Regions from separate parts of the Rattus norvegicus genome. Here region 2 is linked to region 1. A link is a contact called in public Hi-C data. All regions are on one chromosome and are shown on one strand. The core of a region is the stretch at or near the end of the contact, and the rest is flanking DNA. Distances in the headings are between cores, read along the strand shown. Region 1 has its middle 85 kb from the start of Dclk1. Region 2 overlaps Dclk1 (doublecortin-like kinase 1).

Region 1 (7,906 bases), core at 3,412-5,911:
AACATGTTATGATGGGCCTACAGTGCATCAAGTTCCAAGCCAAATACTATATTTTTTTTCAAATCTCTGGTTGGGGGCTGAGAGATATAGTTGTCTATAAAGTTCTTGATACACAAGCACAAGGACCCAAGTTTAAAGAACAGTTACAGTAGAACACTTATAATCCCAGTGTTGGGGAAGCAGAGGTATATAGAGCCTAATTGATAAGCTTAAAAACAAGGTAGAGGGTGTACCCAAGGAGAAACGGTACCCAAGGTCATTCTCTGTACATGTATCTGTATACTTACAAATATGCACAATATGTGCTCATATGCACATACGAAAATATAGATCAAAAAATGTTGTTTTCTAAAGGAGCTACATCTTCCTTTCTTCATACTCTACCATTTTCATTACAGGATATCAGGTGACTACTCAGCCACATTCAACTGTGTGTGCATGTTCTTGCTAAGTGGGTAGAAAACCAGCGGGACTACAACATGTTCTAAGTAGGGAGTAGCCAATGGGCTTCCACCATTCTGATGATGACTGTTCACCAAGCTTTCAGCTCAAAGAACACAGCAGACAACAAATGATCCATCTTGGACAGTTTAAGCACAATCCTGTTAGCAAGTGAGAGCTGAAACGTGACGAACTTTTGATGTTCCTTCCAACACTAGGATTCCAAGAATATGAAAAGAACAGAGTGGTTGCTAAAGAAGTTGTCTGTCATCGCTCAGCAGAGAAGACACGGGAAAGAGTCATTCCGGTGTCAAGTAACATGTACTCATTTAATACTGCTCAAGCTTCGGTGGATGGAATCAATGGGAGTGCTGAACTGTTGGACGCTCTAGGGGTTTCTACTGTGCATCGTTTTGCTTCTTTCCTGCTTAAAACATCCCACTGGAAAAAGGCAGTAAACTCTGGAGATGAAATTAAAAAAACAAAGCCATTCCTTGTGAGAAACTCCACCCTCTTACCTATAGTCACAATCTAGCTACAGGTTGATTTCCTGCAACATCTCCAAATGTCGGGCAGCCCCAGCCATCTTCCTCATAGCTGCCATCATCATCCTGTCTGCCCAGAGCCCGTCCTCCCCGAGGGACCTTGGCATTTAGCTCTTGTAAAAGTCTGAAACCCTACCCCCTTCTCAGCACTTCATCCTGTTTAATTTCCTTGGTCATCCATTCTCTACTAAAATTTTGAATTCTCTTTGCACAGCTCCGAAACTACCACTAGCTTATAGTCATCAACTTAAGGTTTGCCCTTCGCAGCTGGTATTCCAGATGCCCTCACATCTGTCTCCAGACTAACGGCCATGTCTCCAGTTTTGACCCAGTGTCTAATGAGTAGTAAACACTCATGGCTGAACAGAACTTATACTCTAAAATAAAAGCTCCCACTGGTTTTCATTTCCTGACAAAGGGCTTAACCTTTCCTGTTTGTTTTCTATAAAAAAACCCCTATTATGATCCATTCTCACCTAGACTTGGTCTAAGCCCTTCCTGTGGCCCAAGGCTCAGTTGAAGGTTCGAGCCCTACCTTCCCCAACCCCTCCAACCCAAAGGCACACACCCTTGTTCTGAAGCTGTTGGCATCACTTAATACATGTTTACCAACTGCCTATTAATAGCCCGGAGGATATGCATCTGTGTTTTTTTCTCTCTTCTTTTCCAGCCTCTAGACTAACGATCCCTACAACTCCCAACACAGTGTTTGTAGTGAGTCAGTAACTTGCCCAAAGTCACCCACAAAATTTTGCCAAAGGTCTGAGGGGAGCTGTCTGGGATTTTCCTCCCATCTCTCGGCTGTCCAGAAATGAGGCAGAGCAGTATCTCCTGGCGGTGCCTTCTCCCACCCTATGCCCGCACCTGCTCTGGAACATTCCCAAGAGCATAGCACTGGTAACCGCCTGGTTTAGGTGTCAACCCAGCCCTGCCACTCAGCTGGGAACCTCTTTGTACCTCAGTTTATCACATCAATCAATCATTTTAAGGTCTGATGTGTTATGAACGTGAATAGGAACCTCCTCCATACACTTCAGCTATTTTGAGCCAAAAATGTTGCCTTTATTGTTAAAGCAAGCATGAATCAAATATAAACCTACATCAAATGAATTAATTTTTAAAGCAGAACCCACAAGGTTTTATACTCCTAGTTAACCACACCTGCAGGCTTCTTGTCTGAGTAGATCTGAGCAAGATGTGACAAGCGAATGTTCCTTACTGCTAATGGAACAAGAATTTTTGTTTTGTTTGTGTGCTGTTTTATTTTTGTTTTAGCTTTGTCTTGAAATAGGATCTCACTATGTAGACCAGGCTGGCCTCCAACTCCACTTGCCTCTGTCTCCCCCATACTGGATTTAAAAAAAAAAAGATTACTATTTTGATGAAAAACGTACTTTAGATTTGAGTCAAGTAATTGGTGCAGAGCTTACAGAAGCCACAAACACAAACACAAATGTGGCTCTGGCTTCCTTTTGGTTTCCCTGGTTTGAACCTTTGAAGACTCATTTGCACCTCTGTTCTCATCTGGGACTAAAATAAGAGTTCCATGAACCATTGTTGCAGAAGCTCAGGGGTGCTAGTGTCACTAAGCCTTAGATTTGTGGGAACCACAGATTTCTATCTTTTGAGGAAAGCACCCCATTGGCATGCCCACATTATAAACAAGATTCTATGTGGCTCACATGCAGGCAGAGAGGATGAGATCTGTTTCCAGCACACTGCTTACGTTCTGACCGTGGATATTTGGTTCTTATCTGGTGTTTCGGTTATTCTGTGGAAATTTAACTCCAAAGGAAGTCCCATGTTCATGCTGAGATTTTCTCTTGGATGGTGCTCAGGACAGTATGGAAGCTAGCACACCTCAAAACGCACAGGTGCGTATGACTTTCAAATGTGCTAAGAGGAAAAGAAAAAAAGCCACGGAGTGTGCCGATGAGAGCTAGGGACCAGGGATCAGGATATCCCATTTCCAGAGCTACAGTCATCTGGGAAGATGAAGTTCAGTTAAGGAAACGCCCTCATCCGATTGGCTGTCTGATGGTACATAAGTCTGTGCCGCACTTTCTGGATTGATAATTGATATGGGAGGGTTTGGCACCCCATAGTTATTGCTCCCAGGTGGCCCCAGGCTGTATACGAGAGCTGGCTGAGCAAGCCAGGAGGCCAAGCCAGTTGAACGGCTTTCAGCCATAGTCTTTGCTTCAGTTCTACCTTCAGCTTCCCTCGGTGACAGACTACGATCTGTAAGATTCAATAAGCTCTTTCCTCTCCAAAATGGCTTTGGCCAGTGTTTCACCATAGCAACAGAAAGCAAATCTAAGTTCTAAGCTCACTTGCTGTAAGAAATTTGGAGGCGTTAATTAAATAGTCTTATCAGTTTCTGCATTGCTTTTAACACACTGTACCTGATAATTAAGTGTGTGTGTGTGTGTGTTTGTGTGTGTGTGAGCGCGTGTGTGAGCACGCATGCTGTAGCATCAAGAGCTTCTGGTCACTATCGCTGTGATGAAACGCCATGACCAAAAGCAACTTGGGGGCTTGGTATCTCATTCACAGTTCTGTATGACAGCTCATCATCAAAAACAGTGAGGGCAGGAACTCGAGCAGGGCAGGAGCTGAGGCAGAGGCATGGAGGGAGCTACTAACTGGCTTGCTCCTGGTGGTTCGCTCAGCCTGCTTTTCATAGAACCCAGGACCACTGGCTCAGGGATGCCACCATTACAGTGGACTGTGCCTTCCCACATCAATCACCAAGTAAGAAAATGCCCTACAGGTTTGCCTGGGGTTCCCTCTTCTCCAACGACTTGTGTGAGGTTGACATACAACTGGCCAGCAAAGCCTCCCAGCATGGTGTATTGGGAGTTAGTACAGATGCCATCAGACACCCGCCTGGTGGCAGGTCCTTAGGTTACTCAGGGCATGGTGCGACCTCAGCTCCTCCCATCTCTCTGGCTCCTTAGCCACAGCTTTGCTTTCCCATGGTCCCACTGGGGCTGACACACAGCTTCAAAGACCCCAAAGCAACCACCTATGTCCTGAATCCTCCCAAGCTGTAAACCCAGATCAACGTTTTCTCTATAGAAGTTGATTGTGTTAGCCACACCGTTGAGAGCACTAAATTACACTGCGGTCATATAAACCCCAATGTGTAGATAAAGAAGACAGAGTAGGATAGAATAGAAGACAAGAAGGAATTTGAATTCAGGTCAGTCGGAATTCAAATGCAGGCTCTTAACTGCCAATCTACAGCAAAATAAGTCCTTTTAAACCCACAGAAACCCACACCCTGGCATGTATGTCTCAGACATTTCAGTTGATCAAACAGTTACTATAAGTAGTTATCACATATACTTTACATTAGCAGTAAAAGCAAGCGTCTAATAAGAACACTTGCTTTTTCTTTAAAATAATTTGAATTGTTTCTTTGGCTGGAGGAGAGCACGTTTCTTTTTCTAGCTATGAATTCACGCCTTTTCCACTGGCTCATTATGGCAGCACATTCGTCTCAGGGGACAGATGTGTACCGAGGAAACAAAACCATGCAGACAAACATGGACTTCTCGGCTCTGCTTCCGGTCTGAGTCGCTCTGCAAGGGCAAAGATTGAAACAAAGGCAGTAAAGGCATCTGCTGGTTACACATTTCTAAATCGGGACCACGGAACCCATTGCCCCTCACTGGAGTGTGGTCTCCATGGCAACAAAGACAGCAGGAAGCTGGCCTAGATTCTTATCAGGGGGCCTTAGCAAGGATATTTTCTTTACAAGAGCGCCCTCTGCAGACCAAATGGAGGATAGCCCTCAGACATCACTGGAAGCTGAGGAGGATCCTTTAATTCCTTAGAGATCATTGTAAAAAATAAACACAAACCAGCATAAAAATGGAAGCCAAGAAATTCAGTCCATTTACTGAACTCGTTGATTATGGTAAAATCCTTTAATTTTCTTCTCAAATATTTATGGGCAATTTTCACCTTTCCTGGTACAGTAGACATAAAAGTTTTATTGCTCATGTTTTAAAGATCTGTTTACACTTTATTGGTGTGCATGTGTGTCTGTGGAGCTGGAGTTCGAGGCAGTTGCCTGACATGGGCGCTGGGAATTGAACTCTAGTCCCCTGCAGGTACAGTTAACTGCTGAGCCATCTCTCCAGACCCTGTCGCTCGCATCCACTTCTACTTAGGGAAGAGAAATACTGTTTTGTAAAGTTAAAAAGTTTTCCCTCTTTGTGACTTGAGAGGCTATATCAGAGGGAACCATAATTCACGATGTGACCATTACAAACATCTTTCAAGTAAAATGTGGCACATGCAGGCTCCTCGTTCTTTAAAACAAAACAGATAGGGTATCTATCGCTCTCCCGCTTCGTCCCACGCTTAGCCTCTATTCTGTGCTAACACTCGGTGTTCTTGTACAATATGGTGTTGTAAATTAGCTATTATGAACTTTTCTCTTTATAATCGGTTATGCAATGTGTCTACAATTCATTATGTACTTACACAAAAGCTTTATAAAGTGCTATTTTCATAAAATACACCATCATTGCATTTTTATCTTCCCATTTCTTTGATGATAAACTTGTGCAAATGGTAACACATTTTATAATAATTCTTCCTAACAAAACTTTCAACTTAAAAAATTACAATTTTTCATTTCTGGGCTTGGGGGGATGGCATAGTTGGTCGAGAGCTTGCTATACAAACAGGAGGTCCTGAAGAAATCCTTAGGACTGGTGTATAGTAAGGTCAGCATAGCCTCACGCTCCTGGAGTCCCAGCACTGGGGAGGCAGAGGCAGAGCTCTGAAGTGCTGTCCAGTCTGTCCAGCCCATTCAGTGAGCTCCAGGTTCAACAAAAGATCTTGCCTCAAAAAATAAGGTGGACAGTGGTTCAGTGTGTGTGTGTGTGTGTGTGTGTGTGTGTGTGTGTGTGTATGTGTGTGTGGTGTGGTATCAGTGTGGTGTGTGGTGTGTATGTGGTATGTGTGTTTATGTGTGGTGTGGTATATGGTTTGTATGTGTGTTATGGTGTGTGTGAATGGCATGTGTGTGATGTGTAGTGTGTGTGTGTGGCATCTGTGTGTGTATGGTGTGGTGTGATGTGGTGTGTGTGTGTATGGTGTGGTGTGGTGTGAGGTGTGTGTGTATGTGGTGTGTGTGTATGTCTATGTGTGTATATGGTGTATGTGTGTGTGTGTGTGTGAGAGAGAGAGAGAGAGAGAGGAAGAGAGAGAGAGAGAGGTGTGTGTGAGAGAGAGGTGTATGTGTGCTGTGTGTTTATGTAGGTGTGAGTGGTATGTGTAGTGTGTAGTATGTGTGTGGTGAGTATAGTGTGGTGTGGTATGGTGTGGTGTGATGTGTTGTGTGTAGTGTGTCTGTGTTGTATGTGTGAGGTGTGTGTGTGTTGTGTGTGTATGGTGTGGTATGTATGGTATGTTGTATGGTGTGTGTATGTGTGGTCTGTGTGTGTTGTGTGTCATGTGTGGTGAGGTATATGGTTTGTATGTGTGTGAATGGTATGTGTGTGTGGAGTGGAGTGTGTGCAGTATGTGTGTGTGGCGTCTGTGTGTGTATGGTGTAGTGTGGTGTGTGTGGTGTGATGTGGTGTGTGTGTATGTATGTGTGTGTATGTGGTGTCTGTGGTGTGTGCGGTGTGCAGTGTGTGTGTATGGCATGTGTGTGATGTATGGTATGTGTAGTATGGTGGTGTGTGTGTGTGTGTGTGGTGTGTATATGGTGTGTGTTGGGGGGGATGGTGTGTGTGATGTGTGTATGGTGTGTGTGTATGGTATGTATGTATAGTGTGTGTGTGTGTGTGGTGTGGAGTGTGTGGTATGACGTGATGTGTGTGTGGTATGTGTGATGTGTAGTGTGTGTGCTATGTGTTATATTTGATTGTGTATGTGCTTGTGTGTCTCAGTGCAGCACTATGCTCTATCACTCTCTGCCTTGCTCACTTAGTCCTGTCTCTCACTGAACCTGCGTGGTGGCCAGCCAGCCTGTGCAGTCCTCCTATCTCTACCTGCCATAGCAGGAGGGTTACAGGCATGCCTGGGGTCCTGCCAGCCCTGTGCATGACTGCTGACATTCCTAACACAAGTCCTCATGCTCGAAAAGCAGTTCTTACCCACTTGGCCATCTCCCCTCGTCATTCTTTTTTCAACATGGCAGCAATTTCAAGAGAGAAAAAAAGATTGTAGAATTAAAAGTATCTTCAATCATTCACCGAGTGTGTACTCGGTGGCTCTCCTTTCTGCAGACATCAGATAGAGCTGGTCACATCCAGTCTTCCAACCTGCACAGCCTATCAGTCTTTTATAGACTTTGACCAAAGACAAGCAGGTGCTAAATGACTGGTCCTTTACTATTTAATTCTGTTTAATTTTAAAAATAACTGATGGTACCATTTACAATTATTTGATTTATTTTCTTAATTTTCTTACCTTACAGTAGTGTGAAGGCATTATATATCCAGGTAGAAATGACCTTGGCCTACACTGACTGCATGCAAGATTATGGCGGAGACCCATTGGACCACTGATTATAACTTTGAATAGATTATTCATTAAGTTACATGGTGCTGAACATTTTATGATAGCATAGGTTTTGTGTTTGTTAAATGGCTTTTCTCAAAGGTAGGGCACTGTAAGTGTTCTGAGTACAGATGTGCCAGGCTAAGCAGTGTATGAGGTCTGTTAGTATATGTAGTATACTACATATGCAATACTAGGGGGCTTAAAAATTCCCAGGCTGCCATCCCACCATGATTCAATGGGAGTCCACACTGACATTTCTCCTTTTCATGTGTCTTTCTTGGTCCATGTGGGTTATCCTAACAAAGTATCATTGACAAGGTAGCTTAGAAATAACAGAAATTTATTTCTCACAGTTCTGGAGTTTTTGAAGCTTTTAAGGCCCAGGTACA
Region 2 (7,906 bases), core at 1,446-3,945, 150 kb before region 1:
GCTTTTCTTGGCGAGTGCTACTTCAAGGAGCTTTTACCTGGAGATCATTTTGGAGACATTTAGGTGAAGAGAAGTTCCCTAGAACTTCTCAGAGTTCATTTCTCAAACCATCGCAAGCCATCTTGCTTGTGGGTAACTCTAGAGAGATACGCACACAATGCCCCTGGCAGCAGATGCCAGCGCCATTGACTGGAATCGGAAACGAGGGGGACAGAATTCATAAGCTGGTTAAACAAGTCACACTTCCCATAGGCCCCCTTGCTCAAGCAGATAAGCCAACTAAAGAATCTGACAATTACGAAATTCAGAAAGTAAACTCATGCAGGAGCTAGTACATAGAGGGAGCCGGGGGTGGGGGTGGGGGAGGGAAGGAAACGGTAAAGCGAAAACAAAACGGAAAGGCGGAGAACTTGGAAACACAAGCTTGCCAACACACACAATGCATTCTGTAGCCCGCTGTCCTGGGAGGCATCTCTACTGCTAAGGTGTAAATGCATTGTCTCATCATCCGAGAAGGTTAAGACTGGGCTGGGTGACTTTAAAATGACAGTATATACTTCTATAGCAGACACACTAAAGTGCCGCTGTAGTTCCGTTTATTACCGGGCAGAAGAGCACTGGAAACATCATCGCTGCGAGCAGCAACCACAACAGGCAAAGGCTTTGGCGGCAGCCCGGAATATACTGTCCTTTTAACCGGAAGGGGGAGTCGGTACTGAGCATGTGCGATGGAAAGAAAGCTGGCAAATGTCAGTGTGAAGAATGGGTGAAAAAAAGGAATGAGAGGGGTGTGGCATCTCAATCAAGATTAAAATGAAACCGATAAAGCAGCATATGGACTGGGTAACAAATCAAAAACATGTTTATCCACTGAAGGAACTGGTAGATGGAGACTGCCAGCACGTTGCCATGGAAACACTGACTGTTGCGCTGCACCATCTCATACCTTATCCAATACATTCCTGGTTGTTGGTAGTAGTCCAAAGACCCTGATCTCTTGATGGTAAACCCGTGGTCCAGCTGAGCAGAGAGAAATGGGGCAACTCAGTGGATCAACATTGTGCTCAAGAATTAAGACTCCAGTCCCAGCTCTTCATTAACTACGTACGTACACATGGCGGTGAGGCCTTGTCTGCAGAGCAGCTAGCTAATAACACAATCTGCACATTGAAAATAAAATAAAAAAATAAAGAAACACAAATCCCTTACGAGTATCCTGGATGCCAATTTGTTAGGGTAGATTTGTCTGTCAAACAGCTTTTTGAATATGCTTTTAACCATGCCCTCAGTGTCAAGAGATATATAAACACCCCTTCTTCTGTTTACAGTAGTAAATGTAGTTAAACTGAAGCCACTGTGAGTCACCATGAATACACAGGTGGGACACCCTCCCCAATAATATCCAGTAGGCTTAAACTAGGCTTTATAATTATGAAATAAAAGCGGAAAGGAATGAGGTTTGAAAGGGGCAAAATCATAAGCATTTAGATTTAAGAGAATATACATATATTCATTTATATTCATATATATATATTCATATTCCTGAACTAAAGAGATGAGATAGTATAGTTTATTTGGGAAAATAAAATTAAATGGGAAGAAGAAAGCTTTCTGTATACGTTAAAAGCTTGTATGTACAGTTAAGTGCTTAGCACTAACAAAAGACACAGCAAATACAACATGTGGTAAGTTCCCACTACTGTCCATTCTGGAATAAGATGTTAGCTTTTGGCTACCTGAGAATAAAAGCCTCAATCCTCATGTCCCACTGCTGGCCTGAGCCCTCTGCCCACCCAGGATGCACCTTGCTTTGGAAGAGAGATTCTGGAGTTCTTTCAAGTGTCTCAAGGATTTGACACTCCTGACAGATTCTACTTCTAATGCACAAAAGGCATTTCAAAAGCATGCCGGGGCACTAGGCATTTAAACGAGAAACCACTCTGAGATTTGGTGCTCTGATTGGAAACTAGGCTATACTAGTGTTCGGAGAAAGCAACATGAGGCTTTAATCTTCAAAAATGTATTATTTCTTTTCTTTCCTTTTTAGCAAGAAAAAGAAAATCGGAGCATGCTTGCTCTCTGGAAGGTGGTTGTTTGGCCACAAAGAGGCTGCCAGGTTACTAGTTCTCTAGTGCCATCTAGAGGTGGACTGCCATAGAGCAGGGCGTGGGGGGCTATTGAAGCAAAGCTTTCCAGTACCACAATTATTAGCTGATTAGTATGGATTTGTTCAATTAGACTGAAATGCTCCATTTGCATGAGCAAAATACAAAAGGACAATGTTAAAGCATTAGGAAAATTATCAACTAAAACAATAAACAGCATTAAATGGGGGAAAAATTGGAAGTGGCATCTCAGTCGTGGGTTTTTCATCAAGCTGTGCAAATCTAATCATGCCTCCCTCCCCCTCTCAGCTCTCAGAGAGTCCACCGTTAAAATGTCATCTCTAATTCCTCTTCATGTCTATAAACTGCATTTTAATAACCTTTTGTTTCCTTTTCTCCGTTCTGATCTCCTCTCTCTCTCTCTCTCTCTCTCTCTCTCTCTCTCTCTCTCTCTCGTTGCCCAACTGCTATGAAAGCCGGCAGGACAATGGAATCCTTATCAGAGGCAGAATATCTCAGTTTCCTGGACAGCCTTGGATGCTCCCCTGACCACACTGCCTGACCAACAATGCTCCATCGTCCTGCCTTCATTCAGAATGGCCCCATGACCCCCAAGAGCCCCAGTTGATAATTATTCTCCCAGCCAACTCAGGACTCTCGTGGAGCCTTCGTGTGAAGTCATCCTTTGAGAAAGAGGGCAGAAAAGGGGGCAACCTGAACAAGAGCATTGTGTTTCAGATCATGCGTTCTCGTGTGTTTCAGAAATGGCACCTGTGAACAGAGGGGACTGGCTGAGCCCATATTGCCCCTTTGTTGTTCTGTCTCTCAAGAAAGAGAGCATGCCATAAACTCCTTTATAACCAGTGTTGCTCTGTGCCAGGTAGATTTCTGACTATAGAAAGACAAATCCCATGCAGAGATTAATGGCATGACTATTTGTTTCCAGAAAAAGAAAAGGAAAAAAAACTAAGAACTGATACTTCAATCTAATTTTTAAAAATTCCAGGAGTGCACATAATTAAAAAGAAAAAGACTATAGATAAAGACAATTTAAAGACAATTTCACAGCCACCCAGGAACATATATTTGCTCAGGGGGGGGGATCTGCTTGAAGGAAACTTATTTTTTTACTTTATCAAAATAAATAATCAACATGTTATATGTGTTGAAGACATTCTTATCATGGGGGAATAAAACCAGAATTATTAAATTGTCAAGTGCCCTTTATAGACTATACCAGTCATAATAGGTGTTTATTTCACCTTCCCCTAAAGTGTTGCCTCACAAGATCACTGCTTTGTAGCCATACTCTAGAGTTTGGAATGGAACAGTATTTAATGCTAGGGTTTTTTTCTTGTGATGAAAATGCTGCTAATGCTTAGTCTTTGTACTTGGGATCAGAAACAAGCTTGTGGAATTTGCCTGTGTTACTCTGAAAGCTAAAAGCAAGGCAGTCCGTACGACCAGCTTCTAATTCTCTGCTCCGCCCCATGCCCTGAAGCTTCCCGGAATCCTCGGAGAAAGCAGAGATGCTGGCGTGGGAAAAGCATCCTGGAAAAGGCACACACATGTGGTCCCTTTCTTTTGACACTCAAGTTTTCATACTTGAGATTTGAATGACAGAGGCTAGCATAAAGACTATGCCAAAGGGCTGTGTAAAGCCTAAAGCACTGTAAAGACTCACCCAACTCATGTGTAATTCAGAGTTACGGGTGTGGGTGTTGGGGAGTGGGCTGTAAATCACTGTGGTTTGATGACCATGGAGAACAAGTCAGTGATAAACTGAGACCTCTGTACTCAAAATAGCATTCATGCTGGGCACAGTGGCCCACAGTCAAGAGACTGAGACAGGAAGGTGGCTTCAAGTTTGAACGAAGCCAGTGGGGGCCGCATAGTGAATTCTAGGTCAGCATAGTGTACAGGACTAGCAGCATAACAAACAAAAACAAAGGAAAACTTACATTCAAAATGGTATAGTCCTGATACTTAGAAAAGATATCAGTGGCCATTTGATGATGTTTATAATAAATCCACAAATACTTGGTTTCAGAATTTATCAGTGTCTAATTAAAATAAGATTTGCCCTCAAAGATGTATCATTTGCTAACTGGAAAATCATATAGAAGTTTCTGTCCACAGTCATTACAGGACTCCCAGAACACTTTAAACAAACCATTACTCAACACCTAAGGCTAATTTAACCAAACACCAATTAAAATGAAATTATGGGGAAAAAAATGGCCCAGGTGGGAAAGACACTCTCTATAACAGCCATGAGCTCCAAGAGGGAGCAGGGAAACATTCCTTTTTGTGGACAATGGTATTGCCCACCCATTCCAAAATGGTGGCCCAGTGGAGCCAAATCTATGAAAATAGAACTTTGGTTAGGTCTGTTTCCCCAAGAGACAGAGGCTTGCAAACATTCCTGCCGGACGTTAGCTGATGACAAAGAATGTGGACATTCTGGAAAATATGGAGGACAGTTGATATTTTTTTTCCTCCACTGAGTTTTGGAAAGAGATAAAGAGAGGCAAAAAGAACAACGTGAAGCTGAGGAACATCCCAAAGAGTTTACATTCTATGGATAACCGTCAGTCTACTCACTTGTCATCACCCACAATGTACTGAAAAACGGTCCCGGGGGGACTGTGAGATTCGAACGGCAAGAGCCTCTTGCAAAATGAGGAGGTCTCTATCAGACAGTTACTGATGGAGACCTGCCTCCTAACTGTCAAAGTGGCCCCTTACATGAGTCTTAGCTTTGGCACTCTAGCAAGATAAAAACCAGGAAGAAAAGCAGAGCCCCGAAACACCCATACAAAGATTGACCACTGCGCACTGCGCACTGCGCACTGCGCATGAGCTGAGCAGCAGGGCTGTCCGCAGCGCAGCGCGAATACTCTCCTATGATCCTCAGTCGTCCTGTCTCAAGGTCTTTGTTGAGAAAAGGGAAACAGCCCGAGTGGGTCTCACACTGAGTGTGTTGCTAAAGCATACATACTCTGGCCAAAGAGGAAATTGTTAAAAACTCAAGTTACTTGAGACGTTGGTCTATGTGCACTCTAGAATTTGACACCAGGAAGTTTGAGGTTTAAGTATTTCTCTGTTAGAGAAGCTATCAAGTTACACCTAGTGTATGTCTGCGTGTGTAGAACAGGGGAAAATAAAGCCAGGGCATCCTCATCAAATAAAATGGTAATTACAAAAGTTGTCAACTTAACAAATTTCTAAGGAGCAAAATCATGTGACTTCACTGGGCATTCCTGCAATTTGCTCTCTCTCTGAAAATCAGTGTTTGCTTTCTGCTCTGGTTTGACTTTCATCTGGATTTGGTGTACATGGATGACTACATTGCTCCAGACTCTCTCTGCTGTGTCACCTCCCTCTCAGCTTCCCTTTCCTTCCAGGTTCTAGCAAAAGGACACTGGATGCTTTACCTGAGTGTCAACAAGTTACACTGCCATAGAGTCCAGTTTGGGGAGAGAGGTTTTTTTTCCCCTTCTTTTTCTTAAAAGAATAAATCATGAAGTTAATGTATGCTGCCAGATAGCCTGGAGGTGATGGATAATGAGGCACCCAGGGAAACAATCTGCACACACTCTCTCTCTCCCACTGCTGTCTAAAGAAATGACCCACTACGCTGCCTCCAGAAGGAATCTCCAGGGAACGCCTGTCTCTTGGGAGGCTGCTTTTAAAAGTTCGAGGTGGATATTTCAGATGCTTACTGCTATTACAGAAACTCCAGCTGCCGTGCTGCTCGGCTTGGGGCCCGTGTTGAAATGCTTCTTGATCTTGCCAGCTACTGACAGCTGATGTTCATTTTCTGGGAGGCCATCATCCTGGAGGATAAAAAGAGTGAGAAACAAAGAAAAAAAGGGGAAAGTTAGATACTCGGAAGTGAGGTCAGAAATCTCTGAATCAGGTCAGGATCTTAGAATTGGAAGAGGTCGGAGACCAATCAACCAAGATTTTCCCCATGAAGCTGTCATTAAAGGCCCTCATCCCCTTCCTATCTTCCTTTTCTGTCTGCATTTTAATTGCTGGCCCTGTACCATCAGACCCTTGGAGGTTTGTCTCTCAACCCAAAATCTTCTGACTTTGGTTTCTAATAAAATCTATTTTCAATCTTGGCTCCCTGGACATATGTTCAAGGAAAAGGTGATATGGCCACCCCCCCCCACACACACACACACTCAGCGTGTCTTCCCCTCACTGCTAGCCCATGATTTAGATCCAAAGCTGAGGAGACCAGCAGACCGGGACTCATGCATGGCCATAAATAAACTTTTTTTTTCTATAGATGCTTAATTGGCCGTTCTAAAATCCCAGGCAGTCTTCTGGGCAAAAAGTCTAAGTTTTAAATCCTCTTCACTGCCTTCAAATCATCTGCCATTACGACACACTCCATGTCAAAGCTCTTTTTAGCTAAAACTTCTGCTCTCTGCAGAACAAAGCAATCCTCTGGACTACCAGGGATGTGAGTGTGCCTCGCCACTTCCTCGTTCACGGCCAACGAAAGTCTGCGAGATCCTTGAAAGCAGAGGTTGTGCTTTACTCCACGTTGGATCCTCAGGTCTTAGCCTCGTGCCTGGGCACAGGCCACAGGTTAAATAAATAGTTACGGTATCAATAGATGAATGGGTGGACAACAGGGTGTGTCTCGTTATCCGGTAGAACCCAAACCTGGGAGAGACGTCTGTCTTCTTCCCCTGATTTTTTTCTTCCCCCTCCTTCACTTTACACATCACTTCTTGTCTCTGTTCAGAAAAAGAAACCTGCTGTTCCCCAAGCACAACACGCATGCTTTCTCTCCACACGGGCTCCGCTTCTCCTTTTGACATCGACCATTCATTTATCCAGTGGACATTCATTACAAGTCTAGATAGGACCAGGGTCTTACTGGTTAGTGTAGGAAATGTTAGGAAGTAGAAATATGCATGTGTGGGTCCAGTTCTTGAGATTCTGGTCCTTCCTTTCCTTGAAGACCTAAGTCTAAATGACCTCTTCTAAGACATTTTCCCGTTTAAGTGTAACCCATTCTAATCACTTTTTGTTAGGTCTCCAGTGTCTTTTACCTTTCATCTTTTATCATAGTCGCATTTTCTGGCATCGAGCTACATTATTAGTCTACCATATTAGACCTATCATGGCCTATCTACTGTCTGTGTATCCTCCCACTCATTATGACTGTGTTGTACCACCTTCCCCAAGTTTTCTGCAACCATAAATGCAAGCACTGGGTTCTTTGTCCTATGCACAGTAAGCATTCATATAACAATGAACATTAATGGCTGGAAGAAGGAATTAACTAATATGTTGGTTTTTAGTTGGAACCAAATCTGGAGGAAGAGTTTCCAACAGTACAGAGGGAAGGGTGATCCCATTTTATGGAACAAGCCAGAAATAAATGCTGAAATGGAAGAATTCTTGGGGAAGTGACAGAAAGAGGGATGGGTGAAATACCTACTCTGCTGAGAGCTATGTTGGGGATGCCAAGCAGTGGGAGAAAGGGATGACCTCTGCCTGTTTGAAGCCTGCGTGCTAAGGGAAGAGAAAAATACATGCTGTGACCAAATATGAAGCAAGCCAACAAGATAAGGAGGTGTGGTCACAAGGCAACTGACTCCAAGGCTCGATGGAAAATCCCAATGTGGTTGAAAGGAATGAGAACATATTGTCCCACTGTGAACAGGCTTAGAAAATTGCTCATGGGGAACGGATTTGACCTGGCCTTTAAGACAGTAACAAGGTTGACAGGGAGGAGAGGTGCTGATGTTTTGGTGCACAGTGTGTCCAAGTGG

The links. A called contact is a pair of places that touch in the nucleus more often than the background predicts.
Region 2: a contact with region 1 is called in a Hi-C map of Schwann cells, with 7 times the contacts expected there. The contact joins two enhancer-like sites. A contact is called at or near these places in 3 of 12 Hi-C or Micro-C datasets (the A7r5 cell line, the Rat2 cell line and Schwann cells).

The regions. Positions count from the first base shown.
Region 1 is chr2:141,693,971-141,701,876 of GRCr8, reverse strand. It overlaps a transcript of Dclk1 not described here. Among named protein-coding and RNA genes, the nearest start is that of Dclk1, 85 kb to the left of the region's middle. Within about 2 kb of position 4,661, at least 40 of the 93 cell types and tissues checked have an H3K27ac peak or open chromatin away from gene starts, as enhancers often do. A contact at or near this core is called in Schwann cells, where this site is marked.
Region 2 is chr2:141,837,095-141,845,000 of GRCr8, reverse strand. Dclk1 (doublecortin-like kinase 1) reads right to left here. Exons shown (of 13, transcript NM_053343.3): 12 at 5,831-5,944. Among named protein-coding and RNA genes, the nearest start is that of Dclk1, 58 kb to the right of the region's middle. Within about 2 kb of position 2,695, at least 18 of the 93 cell types and tissues checked have an H3K27ac peak or open chromatin away from gene starts, as enhancers often do. A contact at or near this core is called in Schwann cells, where this site is marked.